Regions from separate parts of the Sus scrofa genome. Here region 1 is linked to region 2. The links are chromatin contacts, called in public Hi-C maps. All regions are on one chromosome and are shown on one strand. The core of a region is the stretch at or near the end of the contact, and the rest is flanking DNA. Distances in the headings are between cores, read along the strand shown.

The links. A called contact is a pair of places that touch in the nucleus more often than the background predicts.
Region 1: a contact with region 2 is called in a Hi-C map of liver, with 4 times the contacts expected there. The contact joins the promoter of LOC100525876 here to the promoter of AURKAIP1 in region 2. A contact is called at or near these places in 1 of 5 promoter capture datasets (liver), 4 of 47 Hi-C or Micro-C datasets (epiblast stem cells, heart right ventricle, liver and 1 more) and 2 of 2 datasets of contacts at active chromatin or transcription factors (alveolar macrophages and skeletal muscle).

The regions. Positions count from the first base shown.
Region 1 is chr6:63,703,394-63,707,566 of Sscrofa11.1, reverse strand. It overlaps LOC100525876 (ATPase family AAA domain-containing protein 3), which reads right to left and starts at 1,412. Exons shown (of 17, transcript XM_003127504.5): 1 at 1,215-1,412; 2 at 1,102-1,212. The coding sequence starts at 1,302.
Region 2 is chr6:63,654,347-63,658,925 of Sscrofa11.1, reverse strand. AURKAIP1 (aurora kinase A-interacting protein) reads left to right here and starts at 1,358. Exons shown (of 3, transcript XM_021097450.1): 1 at 1,358-1,548; 2 at 1,802-1,891; 3 at 2,159-2,806. The coding sequence starts at 1,840. The coding sequence ends at 2,706. It overlaps LOC110261342 (a long non-coding RNA gene), which reads right to left and starts at 1,251. Exons shown (of 2, transcript XR_002345410.1): 1 at 742-1,251.

The DNA of each region.
Region 1 (4,173 bases), core at 163-2,662, 49 kb before region 2:
AGGGTGAATGGGCGAAGCTCCCACAGAAACCTAAGAAATTACATCCCGTAACAAAAGTGTCATCATCTGAGGTGTCCTGAAGCCCAGCCACTATCTCTCAATCCAACCTGACTGTTGAAATGACCTTGCAAACTTAACACACGTAGTCTGGGATGGGGCGTTTCCCAGTCAGGCCTAAGGAAATAGGCAGCCCTGGGCCCCAGGCCCGAATATCCAAATGCTCTGAATGTCCCTTCCAGGATCTGAGAGCCAGGCAGGCTGGAGACCTTTGCCCAGGAAATTCTGTGACCCCTGCAGAAGGGCGGGGACTGAGCCACAGAGTGCCAGGCCACATCCTCCTTCGACAGGAAGACTCCGCTTATACCTGCTTGCCACAAACTACTCTCTAAGATCTCCTTTGAGAAAAAGGCACCTCTATTTAAAGGTTTGAGAGCGAAGTATTTACTTGGCGCGTGCTGAGCATGTGTTCCAGACTCTCAAACGCACACGCTGCAATCTGGACACAAGTGGTTTAAAGCCACAGAGGAAGGAAGCTGGGAGGAAAGCACGTGGGCTTAGTGAAGGTGCCATCACCACTGATGCCTCAGGGCCCGGGTTAGGAAGGTCAGTCATCAGCTGGGCCAGGGCTGATCGGTGATCTGCTGCTTTGCAGACCTCACTTGAAAGCTAACGTTTCTCAACAGTAAGTGCAGATCTACTTTATTTTCCTTAAAACCAATTACCCTCAAACGCGCTCCCCTCTTCAGCAAAAAATTGCTAGCATCCACCACAAGAAAATCCCCAACCCAGCCAGCTCTGGCCATTCCACGTGGAGGGAGCAATAGGTGGTACCTAAAAACGAAGGTGCAGCCCCGCCAGCTGCTACCTGTACCCTTAGTCCCCTCGCCACCGGTTTCCCCCCTGAAAGACGTGTGGCAGCTGGGAAGGTGCCAAAGGGTCAGGGGATCCCGAACCTCCCTGCACGCAGAGTGGCTCCATTGGGTTTACCGCTGGAAGCCGATTTCCTCTCCCGACAAGAGCTCCATGGCTCAGACCACCGAGGGCCAGATGCCCCCGAACCCCCCAGGGGCCGCCCTGACCGAGCCCCCCAGCGGCACTCACGCGAGTGCTCCAGCTCGCGCGCCGCTTTGGCCGCGCGCTCCAGGCCCGTGGGGTCGAAGTTGCTCCATTTGTCCTTGGGCGCCGGCCGGTCCCCTGCGCCGCGGTCCCCCCGCCCTCCGCCCCGGGCTGCGCAGGCGGCAGCGGCAGCGGCGGCCCAGCGCCTTCGCCCTTGGGGCCCTTGATGCCGAAGAGCCACGACATGGCCAGTGAGCACCGGGCGCCGCAGGCTCAAGGATCCGAAGCCGAGTAGACACGAGTAGCGAAGTGCAGCCCCCACGCGCCGGGAGCCGGCGGCACTGACTCTGCGCAGGCGCGACAGCGGCCCCGCCTCCCGGGCGACGGGTGCGCGTGAGGGCCACGTCCCGAGCGCGGCACTTGGATTGGTCGCAGGCGAGTGACGTCACGGCGTCGCGGCCGCGATTGCAAGAGCTGGCTTAGGGGGCAGGTCCCCAGAGGGGCGGGGCGAGGTGACAGCGGCCGGTCAGGGACAAAATTGAAGGGCTGGGCGCGTGCGTGCCCTTGGATACGTCAGTTCCTCGTAGCCGTGACACTGATCCCGTTGCCATGGGCACCCATGGAGTTCCAGCCCCGGGTGAAACCGAGAGGCAGGTCTGGGAGCCGGGCGCTCTTGATGCGCGGGGTCCCGACCGAGGAAGCGGCCGCGGGAGGAAGAGCCTGAGGGATCGGTTGGAAAGGTCCCTGCCCGGGGAAGGAAGGCCGGGGGAGCGGGAGGCCAAGAGACCCTGCGGACGGCGGAGCGCGGGCTGGGCGTGTCCCGCGCAGGGCGGGCTGCCCCACAGGCCGGGCGGCGCGGGACAAGTGGAGCCTGGCGCGGTGCGGTGCCAACGCATCCATTCGGCTCTCACTGAGATGATACAAGGGCAGAAGCGCGGCCCTGGCCAGTCTCCTGCTAGGAGGATGAAGGGCCCTCCCAAGCCGCCAGCGTCTCAGCAAAACAGCGGTCCGCTGTTGTATGATCCTTTCTTTACTTAAAGTGGCTCACAAGGGAGCGGACAGGGATCTCCACCCAAAGTATGCGAAGGCAGAGCCCCCAAGGCCCCACAGAGGGCGCCCTCGCCAGAAGAGCGCTCCTCTGGGCGGAGGGGTCTTGGGTCTGGTCACTGATCCCTGAGCGTTTTCCTTGGGAACCTCTGAAGGCCACATGACAGCTTCTGGGACCAAGGTCCAGGCCAGACCGCTGGGGGAGAAGGAACAAGGATGGACAAGGCCAGGGCTGCTCCGGAACCCAGTGTCCAAAGTTAGCAGAATTCACTTCTTGGACCAAAATCCAAATTGCTCCTGAATTCTTTCCCTGATGGAATTTGTTGCGTTCCCAAAATTATACACAGTGAGTTTCTCCACTAGATTTAAATAACAAACAATTTTAAGCCTGAATAAAAAATGGGGGGGGGAGAGTTCCAGCTGTGTTGCAGTGGTCAAGGATTAAACTGCAACGGCTGGGATCATGGATTCTATCCCATGGCCAGTCCCATGGGTTAAAGTATCCGGCGTTGTAGGTCACAGCTGTGACTCAGATTCAATCCCTGGCCCAGGATCTTCCAAATGCTTTGGGTGTGGCCATTAAAAAAAAAAAAAAAAAAAGGAGTTCCCGTCATGGCTCAGGGGTTAACAAATCCGTTTAAGAGCCATGAGGTTTGGGGTTTGATCCCTGGCCTTGCTCAGTGGGTTAGGGATCTGGTGTTGCCGTGACCTGTGGTGTAGGTGGCACACACAACTTGGATCCCACATTGCTGTGGCTCTGGCAGGTGGCTACAGCTCCAATTTGATCCCTAGCCTGGGAACCTCCATATGCCACGGGAGAGGCCGAAGAAATGGCAAAAAGACAAAAAAAAAAAAAAAAAAAAAAAAAAAGGAAAACATGTAAGATAATCCTGTCTGCAGTATGTTGTTTGTTTTGTTTTCCCAAATGAAGAGAAAACCCAAAGGGCTTTTCCAGCCAGCTGCCTCCTGTTGGCTGTCACCAAGGTTTTTAATGTTCCAGCCACAAACCATACCTCCAAGGACACCCCTGGCAGGCTTTGATGGATAAAGCTGGGGAAATGGGTAAGAGAAGTGAAGCCACAGGCCCTCTCGCTCCATCCACAGGCTAGCATTTGAAAAGTTTGTATACATTTATATGACAAGGAATAACTTTGAAAATAAAGCTTTGTGTTTTTTTAATTTAATTGAATCTTTTTTTCCTTTTAGGGCCGCACTCGCGGCATATGGAGGCTCCCAGGCTAGGGGTCCAGTTGGAGCTACAGCTGCTGGCCTACACCACAGCCACAGCCATGCCAGATCTGAGCCGCATCTGTGACCTACACCACAGCTCACGGCAATGCCGGATCCTTAACTCACTGAGCAAAGCCAGGGATCAAACCCGAAACCTCATGGATACTGGTTGGGTTCATTACGGCTGAGCCAGGACGGGAACTCCGCGTTCGTGTATAACTGACACACGCGGGGTCCTCACTGCCCCTGCTGAGCTGTGTTGCTGATGGGATCCCCTCCCCCACAGCATGTTCTTTTTCCTCTGAGGGAATCCTCCCGCGCTGAGGACCCGGGGGGAGACTGCAGAAACTAAAGATGCAGGTGGAGAGCTTGGCCTCCAGCCTGACCTTGAGCCTAGAGATGGGGGGACACAGCTGCCCCCAAGAGCCCGCAGCAGCAGGAGCAGAGTGGGCCCCATCTAAGCCCAGCACAGAGCACTCTGCCCCTAGAGCCTGGCCCACGGGCATGGTTTCTCGGTCCCCTGCGTCTGGCCAGGCCTCTGGGGAGCTGCCCAGCACGCAGGAGGGAGCTGTGGCCATCCCGGCAGGGCCAGGGCTGCCCAGGGCTGGGGCCTCAGGGCAGGCTGCCCTCTTGCCCAGTATCTCCCAGGGACATCACCTGTGCAGAAGTCTGTCCACTTGAACTTGGACTCCTCCAGCATCACCTCAGTCTAGTTACCCAGGACTGTGGGGCCTCCAGGGGCTCGTCTCCCTCTCTCTCCCCCGGTTGGGACCCTCCCTCTCCTGTTCTCTCCCTCCAGCTTCCAAAAGAACCCACTTGTCCCCATCTCTGGAACCCCAG
Region 2 (4,579 bases), core at 109-2,608:
TGTGTGTCAGGCTGGCGGCAGCTGGGAGCAAGGCTCCTGGTGTGGATCAGGGGCTGTCAGGGGCCTGTCACAGGACCTGGGTGAATTCTCTCCAGGCCACACTAGGGCCAGTGAGCCTGGGGGAAGGTGCCCAGTGTTAAAAAGCCAAGGAGGTGTCAAAGCGACGGGGTCAGCACCCACAATCCAGGTGGCTCACTCTTAAGACCAAACGTAAGTAAAAGACTGGGGAGGCCGGGCGGCTGGAGTGAGAGGGGCATTCCCACAGGTGGGACCCAGAAGCAGCCCCTGCCACTGAAGAGCAGGGTCATCACGTGACTCGGCTATAGCGCTGGGCCTGGAGGCTGCAGCTTCTGCCCTCCCACTGGCCTGCCCTCCACTCCCTGCTTAGCCAGGTTGGAGCCTGGGGGTGGCCAGGCCTGGCCACTTCCTGCTAAGACTCACTGGAAGGCCCTCCTACAGGACAAGCCTCTGAGCAGAGCCAGTGGGGCTCTCCCTACATCCCTTCCCTACCAGGCGTCCCTGCAGGTCATTCTGGGGATCCTGTCCACGCTAGCCAACTTCAGTGAGGACAACAGAGCCTTTCGGGACTAGACAGGTGAAGCCCTTCTGGTCCCCTACTCTTGAGGAGCAACGCTGAGTTCTAGCCGAACCGCAAGCTCCAGGGAGACTGCTTTTGGTTTTCGAACAAAATCTTAGGCACAGGATGGGAGTTTGCTTGCTCTAAAGGAAACAAAAACCCACCTATCCCGCTTTCTATCCTGCGTTAGACGCGGGGCCTCCTTCGCTTATCCAGACCGGCAGAGCGAGGAATCTGAAAGCCAAATGGAGGGGGCGGCGGGTCCCAAGACCCCCGAGATCTTACGGCGCCCCGGCGCCGCACTATTGGCTTTCGGGCTGCAGGAGCCCGGGCGCGCAGGCACCACGTGTCGGCCACCTTCCCTCCCATCCTCGCGAGGAGGGCTCGGGGGTAGGGGCCACGCCCGCAACCTCAGCGGCTCCTGATCCTTAGCCTCCCGCTCCAGCGGGCGCAGTAGCTCCCGCCACTTCTGTCGTCCCGCGAACTCTATTTCCGTGGCCGGGACAACATCCCTGTCGCAGCTCCGAAACGCCACTTCCGGCCGCCTGGACCAACTGGCCCTTGGCCAGTCGTGGAGGGAAGGGAGTTCGGGCCACTCAGGTGCAGACGGCATCGTTTGGGATTGTGGGAAATGTAGTTTTCTAGCCTTTGCTGGACACAGGCGGAACTGGCGATCTGGGAGCGGGGCGCGCGGGGGTGGGGGGGCGGTTCCTCCGGCCGGAAGCCGTCGATTTGGGGGCCCGTCTGGGTCTGCGCAGACAAGGAGCAGGGAGCCGTGATGCGCTAGGGGGCGCTGGGCGTAGGAACTGGCGGGCGGCCGCACGCGGGCTGGGGGTCGGTTTAGGGAAGGACCGGAAGTGCTTGAGCGCGGCGGCGGAATGGTCCGCTGCGTCTCTCGGCGGCGTCTGGGGAGGCTCGGCGTGCGGCCGCAGAGCTCGCGCTCCAGGGACAGCGAAGGCGGCCGTGGCCGGGTAGGGCTCGGGACCTGGAGCCCGAGCGTCGATCCCACTCGTGCGGTGGGCGCTTCGGGGTGAAGCTGAGGCTCAGGGAGGGTCGGTACCTGCCCGGAGTCGCGCAGCTGGGGAACGGCGGAGGCGGAGGTTTTGAGGGAGTCGTACTCGAAGTAACGTTCCCGTTGCGGGAGGGGGTGGTGAGAGCGACGGGAGGGGAGGCGGGGCGTGACCGCAGTCCTCGGAGTGACCTCGGCTCCCACCTGTGTTCCAGCTCTGCTGAGCACCCGGGCCCGCCGCCACACTCAAACCATGTTCCTGGTGCGCTTGACTTCCCAGCTGCTCAGGGCTGTTCCCGGGGCAGGTAAGAGGCCCCACGGGGGCGGACGGGCTGGATACGCACCTGGGGTTGGATGTGGGACTAGCAGCTCCGCTGCGCCCCGCTGCTGTATCTCACCCCCTGGAGCCGGGGGCCTGGCTGCACAAACAGCCCCTTAAGCTTCCAAGTGTCATAGTTTGGGCCTGAGAATGTAGTAGGCAGGGGTTCAGGCCAGTCTGCCGTGGAGGTTCTGCGCCCCAGGCCCGCTGGCCGTGCATAGGAGTGGTAACTGTGTCGGCTTGTTTATTGCAGGCCGCAGTGGGTCCCCGCGCGTCTCAGAGGTACTGGGCAGGCACGCCTGCAGGCCTCGCTACAGCACGCAGCCCCCAGGCCCCAGTGGGATTGCCTCTCTTCCTGGCAAGCACGTCCACCCAGAGCTTGAGGAGATGCTGGTCCCCAGGAAGATGTCCATCAGCCCGCTGGAGAGCTGGCTGACCATTCGCTACCTCCTGCCCAGACTGGGCGCTGGGACCCCAGGGACTGTGTCTCCAGCTCAGCTCTATCAATGTCCGCCTAGCCAGGTGGGGGAAGGGGTCAAGCAGGGGGATAAGGAGGTTCGGGACACACCCCAGATGCAGTGCAAAAACATCCTGAAGATCCGCCGGCGGAAGATGAATCACCACAAGTACCGCAAGCTGGTCAAGAGAACCCGGTTCCTGCGGCGGAAAGTCAGGGAAGGGCGCCTGAGACAGAAGCAGGTCAAGTTTGAGAGAGACTTGAAGCGCATCTGGCAGAAGGCAGGCTTGAAGGAAGCCCCTGCAGGCTGGCAGACCCCCAAGATCTATCTGAAGAACCAATGAGTCTGGAGGTGCGCATGGCGGCCCCCCCCCCCCCCCCCCGTTACTGCCCACCACCCATTGTAATAAAGAACCAGCACACTCTGCTGTCTGCTGGCCTGGACCCCTGTCTGCTTGGGCGAGCTGCTTGGGGTTTGAGGTTGGTGCCAGCCTTTGATATTACAGAAGGAACAAGGACCCTCGGCAGGCAGATTGGCCATCCCTTCCTCAAGCTGGCCCTTGTCCTGGGGCCAGGCATGCACGAGTGGGAACAGCTTTGAAGAGTCCCATTCTGCCCTCAGGGCAGGCCTTTTTTTTTTCTCTCTCTCTCTTTTCTCAGCTGCCCTACATTATATAGAGTCTCTGGATTCTTTAAGCCACCGTGCAGGGTCGGGGATTGAACCTGTGCCCTGGTGCTGCAGAGATGTTGCCGATCCTGTTGCACCGCGCAGGGACTCCAGGGCAGACTCTCAATGAGCACACCAATGGCGAATGTGCCAAGGGACCTGCCTGGGGCCTGGAATGCCCAGGCCGAGGTGTTGACGTGACGAGGGTGTACAGTTAGCCTTCCAGCAGTTGAAGACCTGAGTATGATTTACAGTTGGCCTTTCACGTCCGTGGGTCTGGCTTCAACCAGCTGCAGATTGCGTGGTATCATAGGCCCTGTTCAGTGAAAAACCCTCATGTATGTGGACCCCGTGCGGTCAGGGGGGGTCTCGCTGGGCAGGCAGGAAGGGCGGCCTTGTCCTCGGCGGTGGCGATGGACGGTGTCCTGTGGGCTCCTGGCTTCTGCCGCTTGTTGGGCCCTGCGTGGGGCCGGCGAGGGGCTCCTTGGGCAGGGAGGGCCTGCTCTGGCCGGGGCAGGGGTGGACCGGCTGAGGAGGGGCTGCCGCTCTCGGAGCTGGAGAAGCCTGGCCCTTCCAGGGTGTGGGTGCCCCGTGGTTCCGCCAGGCCCTGCCAGGCTCTGTTTCCTTGGTCCCTGTCCCCTGCCCTGTGGGCCTGGCCCTGGCACCCTCTCCTGGCCCTGGCTCATGTGTGCAGCCCTCATCCTGCCTGTGGTTTGGATGCCTTGACCCTGCCGGCGACCTCAGGAGGCAGTTCGAGGTTTTATGTGGACTCTGCAGCCCTCCCCTCTTCCCCACGGGGCCGCCGCCCTCCCCAGCCCCTCCTCCCCGTTGTCTGCGTGCCAGCCCTGCCCCCCGCCCCATGTGGCTCTGGCCTGGGATCCCCGCTGACCCCAGCCTCCTCTAGCAGGGCTTAGGGCTTGGGTTCAGCCAGGGGCGGCCCAGCCGGGGCCGCAGCTGATGGGGTGGTCTCAGCACTTGCTGGGGATCTGCCTTTCGGAGCCAGTGTGGGGGCACCTCGGTGAGTTCAGGCTCTACGCCTTGTCCCTGCTGCTCCCTGTCTGGGCATGGCTAGGTCTTCGGGGCATTCCTGCCAACACAGTGGGCCGAGGAAAGAGCCAGGCGGGCTCAGACCTGGCAGGAGGACATGAGGCTGGACGGTGGGCTCATCAGATACACAGAGGAGGGCACAGCACACCCGTGTGCCCCCCCCCCCAAACCCTGTGCAGCCAATAGCAGACCGGCGAGGGCCTCGGCAGGGAGCAGAGGCTGGAGGAGCCTCCCTCAGCCTGCTAGACCAGAAGGCGGGGCCCTTCCTCCGCAGGGCGGAGGGCCAAAAAGAGTGTTGGAGAAAGGCCCTGGTGGGCTCTTGAGATGCAGCCCCTGGGGGGCCAAAGAGTCCAGCCCCAGGGTCTGCAGGTGGGGGGGACATGACACCTCCAGACTCCTTAGCATCAGACTCTGCCCAGCACCACCCTCGGCCTCAGGCGCTCCGGCCACTTGGAAGAGGAGGGCGAGCCCCCCGCCCCAGCCCTGGTCCCTGGGTCCCACAT